2 separate regions of the Sus scrofa genome follow, and region 1 is linked to region 2. Evidence: chromatin contacts called from public HiChIP or PLAC-seq data. All regions are on one chromosome and are shown on one strand. Each heading gives the region's core, a stretch centred on a gene start, on an enhancer-like site or on the middle of the called end of the contact. The rest is flanking DNA. Distances are from core to core; before and after follow the strand shown.

Region 1 (4,794 bases), core at 2,272-4,771, 330 kb before region 2:
GGCACTCTGGGCTGCCCCCCCCGACCTGCCACGTGCCCTGGGCCATTCACGTTTGGTGCTGGAGCAGAGCTGAGCCTGGATGTGCCCCCGAGCGCCCAGAGCCTCCGGGCGCCGTGCATCCTTCATGGTGGAGCTCGCCTTGCTTTGGGGGTGCCCCAGGCCCCTGTATCTGTGCACGGCCCCCCTCTCCCTAGAGGACACGTGTCCCCAGAGCACTCGCCACTTCCTGGTCACCTGGCCTGATAAGCACGGGGCCAAGGATGCAGGGACATGTGGCTGGTCCAGGTGACTGTGGGCCGCAGAGTCCCCATAACCTGGGCGGGCGCCCAGTGACCGTGAACCGTTTCTGATCTTCCTTCCTGACCGGGCGGGGGAGCGCACCCCCTCCCTGTCCAGCCCGCACCCGAGGCTGTGGGCGTCCACTCGGGCAGAGACGTCCCGTCTGGCCGAGGCAGGCCCCTGCAGCCGTCCCCCTCCCGGTGTCCACCGCCGCTTTCCATGGTCCCGCCCGGCAGCGGACACGGAGATGGGACAGGCCACCACCTGGCACGGCCAGGTCTTTCCCTGTGTCCCTAACCTCCCCGTTGCTTTTGACTCACTATCTTGGGGTCAGGGTGCTTTCGGAGGCCCCCGCGGGACTTGCCCTGGATGGGGGCCAAGGCGCTCACATCCACCCTCACGCCTCGGCTCCGCTCGTCTGTACCGGGCCTGGGAAACAACCGCCGGGTAAATTGGAGACTCGAGGTCGGGGGTCGGGCCCCGGCTGGAATTCCATGTTCCCGGCTCTTGTGAGCCTCCCCGCACAGCTCAACGGGCATGGGTGCCACGATGCAGGTGCGGCACCAACTGGAAGCCTGTGCCCAGCAGTCCGCAGCATTGGCATCGTCCCCCCACAGGCTCGGGTGTGGGGTCCCGGGGAAGGGCTGGGGTGGGTGTCTCGGTGTCGCAGACTCTGCCTCCTGGGGACCCAGCCTGCCCTTCGGGCAGGGCGTTCTGGGTCTGAAGCCCGCCTGGGACCTGGAAAGTGGGCGGGGGGGGTCACGACCTCCCACTGGGGCCTCTGGTCACGCATCCTTGAGTTCTCCTCCTTGGCTGCCTGTCCAGCCCCGGGAACACTCTGTTCTGCTAACCACAACCTCAGGCGCCTCAGGCCCTGGCCAGGCTCCAGCCCCACTGCGCATGAGAGCTGCATCCACCTGCCAGCCGGGCGCCACCCCCCCACCCCGGCCAGTTCTGCGACAGCCTCTCCCAAGGGCCCTTACACGTCCCGCCGGCCCTCCAGCCCCTCCTCTGCGTCTGCCTTCTTCCATCACCGCTGGGTGTGCGTCCCGGACCTCAGGAAAGGCGCCGTCAACAAGGACACGCTGCTGGGTCCTGAGGCTTCTCTGGTCACCACCTAACCCCAGCCGGCAGGAGGGCCCGCAGGCTCACACCTCGGGGCTCCCGCGGAGGCGTGGCCAGGGCTGGGGCCAAGGGCCTCGGGGTTTGGTGGTCAAGCCCCACCCCCAGTCTCCTGGGAACTGGCTGACTGTTCCCCAACCCGTTATCTTTTCCCAGAGTGACAGGTGACAAAAGGAAGCTGCCCACAGTCACCACCCCATACTCTTTTTTTTTTTTTACAGCAGCACCCAAGGGATATGGAAGTTCTGGGGCCAGAGATTGAATCCGAGCCACAGCTGTGACCTACACCACGGCCGTGGCAACACTGGATCCTACAACCCACTGCACCAGGCTGGGATCAAACCTGTGCCTCTGCAGCAACCCAAACCGATGCAGTCAGGTTCTTAACCCGCCGGGCCACAGAAGGAACTCCACCACCCCATTCTCTTAATTTTGGACCCTGTGCAGCCTGGCAGCCCCCTCCCATTTTGCTACAGTGACAGATGTGACCAGACCACCACTGTGCAGAGTGGGCCGGGCCCTTCTAGTCCTGCCCCCACCGTCCCAGACTGGTCAGGCTCCGCCCAGTCTGAGCGGGTTCCTAGAGGGGCGGTTGGTCCTCGGCTGACCCTGGGGGGCGGGTGAAGCCCATGAGCCTTGAGCCATGAGGGGGCTGCGCCTTGACCTGCCTCGACCTTCCCATCACCAGCACCAGGCCCCAGACCAGCCTAGACTCTGCTGCCCGTCTCGTGCCCACATCCCTGTGAGAGGGCTCCCGGTGGAAGACGGGGGACGGTTCCTCCCCCATCCCACTACACGGGCTCCACCAGAGATGTCCCAGCCCAGCCGCCCTTGGTGGGCGACCCCTTCCTGGGCTGCTGGCTCCCTACCCGGGGCCTCCTGACACAGCTCCCACTCACCCACACTCATCCTGTCCCTTCCAGACTAGGGGGCCTGCCCGCCAGGCCCTCCTGCACTGCTGTGCTCCCCAGCCTGTGGAGGCAGGGCCTGTGGGTGGCAGAGCTGGGCAGAGGCAGGCCTGGGGGGCGGGGGTGGGCAGGAGAGCCATGAAGTGGGATGGCTGGGTCAGGGCCTGATGGAGCTGTCACTCTTCCTATATCCCCAGCCGGACTGATGGGCCCTGGGGTGGAGGTAGGTCAGGGACTGTGGGGAGGGGGGACCAGGGAGAGGGGGCACTGGAGCCGGGGACAGGGGCAGGGGGGCGGCCATGGCGATGGATGGTTCTTGGGTTGGGTGGGACCAGCCGTGGGCCTTTGCGGGACAGGCTGCTCTGGAGGCCCCAGGCCCCCTCCCAGCCCAGGGTCCTCAAAGCCCTCACTGTGGCTGGGATCGAGCCAGGGCCCAGCTCGCCAGGCATGTGTGCAATGCGGGACGCCCACCTTTTCAGAGACCCCGTCCTCCCCATCCCTGTGGAGAAAAGTTTCCAAGTGACATCACTAGGCCTGGCCTGGGCAGCAACGAGGGCGGCCTCCCTCCAGCCTGGCCACCCCTGGCCACGCAGCCACCAAACAGCACCATAGCCAGGGTCTTTCTGCGACCACCCGCCTGCGGCCGAGGGGGTGGAGGGGTCTTCCCCAGGGCCGGGCTTCCCGCAGAGAGAGAAGTGGGTCCCTAGGGAATGAAAGGAGGCGGGAGGGACAGGGTATTGGACACGTGCCCCCCTCACCCCTGAAAGCCCAGGGGGCTGGTCCACGGCTGCATGCTCCAGGCCCCAGGCCCCAGGCCTGGAGGGGCGCCCTGGAGCTCAGTGTCCGGGCCCCAGACCTGGGCGCAAACCCGCTGCCCTCGCCAGGGTGGTGATGGCAGGGTACCCCTCGGCAGCTCAGCCCCGCGAGGACCCGAGGGCCCCAGGCCCCCTCCCCTTTCCCCGCGCTGCTCCAGGTTCGGGCCGCGCGCCGCCTTGCCCCCAGCCCTCGCAGCCGGGCGAGGGTTAGCTGCCGCCCGCTTTGTCCGCACAGGGGGTCGAGACGTCGGGGCGGGGAAGGGCTCGGGCCGCGGGCGGGAAGCGGGCAGCGGGCAGCGGGCGGCGGGGCGCGGCCGTGCCGGGAAGGGGGCGGTGCCGGAAGCGCCCGCCCCGCCCCCACCAGGCCCCGCCCCGCCCCGCCCCTTCCCGGAGCCAGGGTCGCGCGGGGAGGATGACGCGGCCGGTAAAGCCCGAGGTTTCGGGACGTAGGCGCGGCGCGTGCGCGGTGGGCCACGACCTTCTTGGAAAGCGCTTGGCGCCAGGTGGCCGCGGGCGGGAGGCTGGCGCCCCTCGAGACGTCATCGCGGGGGGGTTCCCGGAGGAAGCTGGCGGGGCGGAAGCGGGCGGGTGAATGAGCTGCGAAGTCGGCGTGGGCGGCCGGGGCCTTCGCCCCCAACGAGCTCCGGCCTGATGTGCGCGGGGGACCCACACTGGCTCTGCGGGGCGTGAAGGTGCCTCTCCCGGGCGCTGAGGTCGCCTGCCCCGTGCGTCCCGCAGGTCCTCCAGGACCTCAGGCCCCGCCTGGGCGGCGGAGGTTGGGGGGCGCAGGCCCACCGTCCGGATGGGCCTCACGGGATCTCTGGGCTCAGGGAGAGGAAGGGAGAGCCCCCACCGTCACCCAAGAGAAGGCCTGCGGAGGAGCCCTCGCCTCAGGCTGCCCCCCCCCAACCCCGGGCGAGGTCGGGTCTGACCTTTTTACCAGGAGCTGAGTCTTCCTTTGTCCTTTCAGAAACCGGTGGAGGAGAATGAGCCTCAGACAGAGCAGGGGGTGTCCAGCGGCCCCCATGCTCTCCTCGCACCCTGATTGTCCTGCAGGCCAGCCTGGGCAAATCTCCCTCTGGTCGTGGACTAGAAATGAGAGGGTCCAAGAGAGCACTCAGGCGTGGGGGGGGGCCCTCAAGGCCTCGGGACCCTCGAGTACCCATCCGGTGTCACTCAGACACCAGTTATGGTGGCCGAACCAGGCAGCCCCCCTCCATGGCGAGGCCCTCCTGCGAGCCCTGCCCCTCCCACCTCATGCTCCCCATGGCTCCCCATCAGCACATCTCTCCTTAGGGCAGGGGGTGGCTGGCAAATGGCCCTGTGGAGAGCAGGCAGGGGGCCCCGGCCTGACCCCCGTGCCCGCCGCCGCAGGTGAACTGCACCCTAGCTCAGCTGCTGACTAGATAACAGTGGCCCTTGTCCACCGCAGCGGGAGAGGCTGGGGTGCCAGCCCCGGGTGTCTCCGGCAGAGAATGGCACCCACCCCCACCCCACCCGCAGGCATATTGTCCATTCACCCTCCACCCCCACTATTAATAGCTCCTCTGGGCAGAGGAGCCGCTATAAATAGCCCCCCAGCCCCCCACACAGGCCCATTTGGGGCTCTGCCTCAGGGCACACACAGTCACCCACACACCCTGCACACTGGCCCACTCAGCCGCATGCCC
Region 2 (5,004 bases), core at 531-3,030:
TCCTGACATCACGGTGACGTCTACCTCCAGCCTCCCACACGGGGCGGCTCCACGGTCCAGGTCACGGCCTTTGGGGCGTGGAGGCCATCCCCACAGGCCTTCAGAAGGCCTCCTTCTGAGTCAGCCACATTCTCAGCTACACCCGGGTGGGGAGGGGTGGGGAAGAGCCTCCCCCGCCCAGCATTCCTTTATTTACATAGTTATTATTTTTATTATTTTTTCTTTTTAAGGCCAAGCCTGCGGCATATGGAAGTTCCCAGGTTTGGGTTCAAATTGGAGCTGCAGCTGCAGGCCTACACCACAGTCACAGCAATGCTGGGTCCTTAACCCACTGAGCAAGGCCAGGAATTGAACCCGTGTCCTCATGGATACTAGTCAGGTTAGTAACCTACTGATCCACCACAGTAACTCCTTTCTTTTTTTTAAACTGAAGTATGGTTGATCCACAGTGAGTCAGCTTCAGGTACACATCACGGTGATGCAGCCACAGACATACACAGATACGTGCTCTTTTTTAGGTTCTTTTCTATTACCGATTATTACAAAATATTGAGGCTCGCTCGCTGCGCTCTAGAGTAGATCCTTGTTGGTTACTGACTTTATGTGTAATAGCATGTGTATGCTAATCCCAACCTCCTAACTGATCCCTCCGATTTCCTCTTTGGTAACTGTAAGTTTGTTATCTAAGTCTGTAGATCTGTTTCTGTCTTGTAAACCAGTTCATTTGTATCATTTTATTTAAGATTCTACATATGAGCGATATCATATGGTATCTGTCTTTCTCTGACTTAGTTCACTTAGTATGATAATCTCCAAGTCTATCCACGTTGCTGCAAATGCCATTATTGCATTCTTTCTTTGGGGTGAGTAGTATTCCACAGTGTCTGTACATAGTTAGAGCCTTGCAGGCGTGGGAACCGTTCAGGCCGGGTGAGCGGGAGGCAGCCAGTGAGGAGAAAGATCACCACCGTGGCTGCAATGTGACCCGCAAGGGGTCTGGATCTGTTTCTCAGTTAACGAGGAGGTGTGCAAAGATCGTAAGCAGGAGAGCCACAAAGACCGGACTTTGGAGGACAGCAGCAAAGCTAACGGATCCGAGATCCCGTCTGCAGCCGGAGCTGTACGCCTTGTTCACAGATGAGGGGTGGAGGAGGGGAGGAGTCAAGGTCGTCCCCTGGGATTCCGGCTGGAGGAACTGAGGGGAGAAGGTATCACGGTGCGGGGAAGGGGGCGGGAGGGGAGATTCGCATTGCAGGTAAAATCAAGAGTGCCCCTCTGCTTATCCGAAGCGCAGAGCTCCCCTTTCCTCCCTCCCAACCGCAGGTCCTAGCAACTTGCCTTTCTCTCCTTTGCTCGGGGGCGCACCTTCCAGGAGGTGACAGCTACCGGGTTTCGGAGGAAGAGGCCACCTGAGAGCGGTCTGCCCGAGGGCACCTCCCCCGCAGAGGGATCCCAGGCGGCCCCCGGGCAAGGCCAGAGCCACACCCGCCCTCCCGGCCCCGCCCGCGGCCCCCGCCCCCCCTCACCTCCAGGGCCTGGCCCAGCTCCAGGTCGAAGGTGACCACGCACACGCACTCCAGCCAGGCCGAGAAGCGCGCCCAGGGGGCCCCCGGAGCCCGTGCCCCGGAGCACGGCGCGCCGAGGCGGCCGCGAGCCCGGTGGGGCTCGGCGCCGGAGCCAGCATCCATGGCTGCGGCTGCTCCGAACGGCCGCGCGTTGCCGGGGAAACGGCCGCGACGGGGGCGCCTAGCCGCGTCGGGAGAGAGCGGCGGAGCAGTCGAGCGGCGGCTGCGGACCAGAGCGGCCCGGCCGCCGCCTCGCACCCCCTGGCGGCCGGAGGAGCGCCGTGCAGCGGAGCTGCGCCGAGCCCACCAACGAGAAGGGCCCGCGGGGGCCAGAGCGGCCTCGAGGCTGGAGGAGGGAGGTGCGCGGGCGTGCGAGGCTGGCGGGTGGCGGGTCCGGCTGCGGGCGCGGCCTCCGCGGCCGCCGCGGGGACCGGCGGGTGGAGGCTGGCGGGCTCCCGCCCAGGCCGGCTTTCCTGACCGGATTTCGTCGTTACCTTGTTCCCGTTCCCACCAGGCTCACACGCTGTTTCTCGCGATTCCGAGGGTCCCTCGAGTTTTCTGCTAGGGTCGCCTCCTGGTGTGGGGTCCTGCAGAGGGCTGAGGCTTCCTGGGGCGCTGGGGCGTTGGTTTCCGCGGGCCTGGTAGGCCGTGCGTGCGGCCCCTTCCGAGCTCGTCTTGGGTCCAGTGCTCTACCCAGCATTTCTGGGCCCTTTTGTTAGGCCTTGACCGTGGTCCCAGACCTGTCAGTCCAGACACTGCATAGGTAGGACACATACTGCTTTCCTTTTCTTTTTTTAATTTTGAAAAGGGCCCCACTCCAAGACTAGTCAGGCTAGGCTAGGTTGGGGTAACAACCCCCCTAGAGGAAAACATAGGCCAAACACTCTCTGACATCAAGGACAGCAGCATCTTCTCAGATCCACCTCTTAGAATATTGACAATAAAAACAAAAATAAACAAACGGGACCTAATCAAACTGAAAAGTTTCTGCACAGCAAAGGAAACCCTAAACAAAACAAAAAGACAACCCACAGAATGGGAGAACATCTTTGCAAGTGAATCAACTGACAAGGGATTCATCTCCAAAATTCATAAACACCTTCTGCAGCTCCATACCAAAAAAACAAACAACCCCATCAAAAAATGGGCAGACGATCTAAACAGACGGTTCTCCAAAGAAGACATACGGATGGCCAGGAACCACATGAAAAGATGTTCAGCGTCACTCATTAGTAGAGAAATGCACATCAAAACCACTGTGAGGTACCCCCTTACACCAGCCAGAATGGCCATCATCCAAAGGTCTGCAAACAATAAGCGCTGGAGAGGGAGGGGAGAAAAAGGAACCCCGGACACTGTTGGTGGGATTGTAAACTGGTGCAACCACTGTGGAGAGCAGTATGGAGATTCCTCAGAAAACTAAACATAGAACGACCATTGGATCCAGCAATCCCACTCCCGGGCATCTATCCAGAGAAAACCACGACTCGCAAAGACACATGTACTCCAATGTTCATTGCAGCACTGTTTCCAATAGCCAAGACATGGAAACCACCTAAATGTCCATCGACAGAGGAGTGGATCCAGAAGAGGTGGTACATAGACACCATGGAATATGACTCAGCCATTAAAAGGAAAGAAATAATGGCATTTGTGGCAGCATGGATGGACCTAGAAACTATCATGCTAAGTGAAGTCAGTCAGACAATGAGACACCAACATCCAATGCTTTCACTGACATGTGGAATCTGAAAAAAGGACACAATGAACTTCTTTGCAGAACAGATACCGACTCACAGACTTTGAAAAACTTATGGTTTCCAGAGGAGACAGTTTGGGGGGGTAGGAGGATGTGCTGGGGTTGTGGGTTGGACATCCTATAAAATTGGATTGTGATGATCATTGTATAACTATAAATGTGATAAATTCATTGAGTAAAAAAAAAAAAGTTTTCAGCAGCTTTTCCACTGCATGGACTGGTGTGAGAGTCAGGAGGTTCTCCTTGACCAGCTGTACCGACGGCCTCCCGGGTCATGGGCAGTGGAAGAGGCATTGACGGAGGCCAACTAGTTGTGAGTAACCTTGGCCTGCAAGTGACGTACGCCAGCCTGCAGTCCATGGGACAAAACCAGTCAGAGAAGGCAGTGCGACTGAGGAGTCAGAGAAACTGGTAGATGCCACAGTGCTGGCTTTGGAGGAAGGGACTGTGAGCCAAGGAAGGCAGGCAGCGTCCAGGACCTGGGACAGGCGGGGACACAGCCTCTCCCTGGAGCCTCCAGAAGGACCTGTTGTGCAGCTCTGCTGACACATTCCTGGTAGCCCCGTAGACTCATTTCAGACTGCTGCCTTCCGGAACTGTGAGATCACAGTGCATGTTAAGCCACTAAGCTTGTGGCGATTTGTGACAGCAGCCCTAGGAAACTGACATGTATAATATGCAACCTTTTCTGTCTGGTTTCTTGCACTTAGCATAATATTTTTTTCACTTAGCATAGTATTTTTGAAGTTCATCCATGTTGTTGTAGATAGAAGTTTGTTCCTTTTTACAAATAATATTCCATTGTCTGGGTATATGACATTTTCTTTACCCATCCGCAATGGAATTTTTTAAAGAATTCCCAGCTGGGGAGTTCCCATCATGGCTCAGTGGAAATGAATCTGACTAGCATCCATGAGGACTCAGGTTCAATCCCTGGCCTTGCTCAGTGGGTTAAGGATCTGGTGTTGCCATGAGCTGTGGTGTAGGTTGCAGACTCGGCTGGGATCTGGCATTGCTCTGGCTGCAGTGTAGGCCAGCAGCTACAGCTCCGATTGGACCCCTAGCCTGGGAACCTCCATATGCTGTGGGTGTGGCTCTAAAAAGAATTCCCTGTTGTGAGTTTCCTGGTGGTATAGCAGTTAAGGGATTGGGTGTTGTCATTGCGGTGGCATGGGTTCAGTCCCTAGTCCTGGAATTTCCACATGCCAAAGGCACAGCCAAAAAAAAAAAAAAAAAGCTTAATTTTGTTTCGGTTTTTCTTGGCTGCACCTGATGCATGTGGAAGTTCCTGAGCCAGAAATCAAACCCAAGCCACTGCAGTGACAACACCAGATCCGTAAGCTGCTGCACCATAGGATAACTCTGAAAAGAGCTTAATTTTGAAAAGAAAGGAAGGAAAAGAAAGAAAGAACGAGGGAAAAAGGAAGGAAGGAAGTAAAAGAAAGCCTCAGCTGAAGTTAGAATCAGCACAGGTCTGTAGGGAGGTGCTCTCACACCCACCATCCTCAGTTACCAGAAAGAGGAAGAGAGTTGCTTCTGCTTTTTTTTTCTTTTTTTCTTTTTAGGGCCACACCCACGGCATATGGAAGTTCCCAGGCTAGGGGTTTAATCAGTGCCGTAGGTGCCAGCCTCCGCCACAGCCACAGCAACACGGGATCCGAGCCGCGTCTGCAACCTACA

What was found. HiChIP or PLAC-seq counts read pairs in DNA pulled down with a chosen protein or histone mark.
Region 1: a contact with region 2 is called in an H3K27ac HiChIP or PLAC-seq map of alveolar macrophages. The contact joins the enhancer-like site here to the promoter of DENND6B in region 2. A contact is called at or near these places in 2 of 5 promoter capture datasets (fetal skeletal muscle and liver), 8 of 47 Hi-C or Micro-C datasets (alveolar macrophages, blood, embryonic fibroblasts and 5 more) and 2 of 2 datasets of contacts at active chromatin or transcription factors (alveolar macrophages and skeletal muscle).

Annotation. Positions count from the first base shown.
Region 1 is chr5:701,243-706,036 of Sscrofa11.1, reverse strand. No RefSeq gene overlaps it. Among named protein-coding and RNA genes, the nearest start is that of CRELD2, 13 kb to the left of the region's middle. Within about 2 kb of position 3,521, at least 57 of the 83 cell types and tissues checked have an H3K27ac peak or open chromatin away from gene starts, as enhancers often do. A contact at or near this core is called in alveolar macrophages, fetal skeletal muscle, liver and 4 more, where this site is marked.
Region 2 is chr5:373,332-378,335 of Sscrofa11.1, reverse strand. It overlaps DENND6B (protein DENND6B), which reads right to left and starts at 1,780. Exons shown (of 20, transcript XM_021091320.1): 1 at 1,527-1,780. The coding sequence starts at 1,688.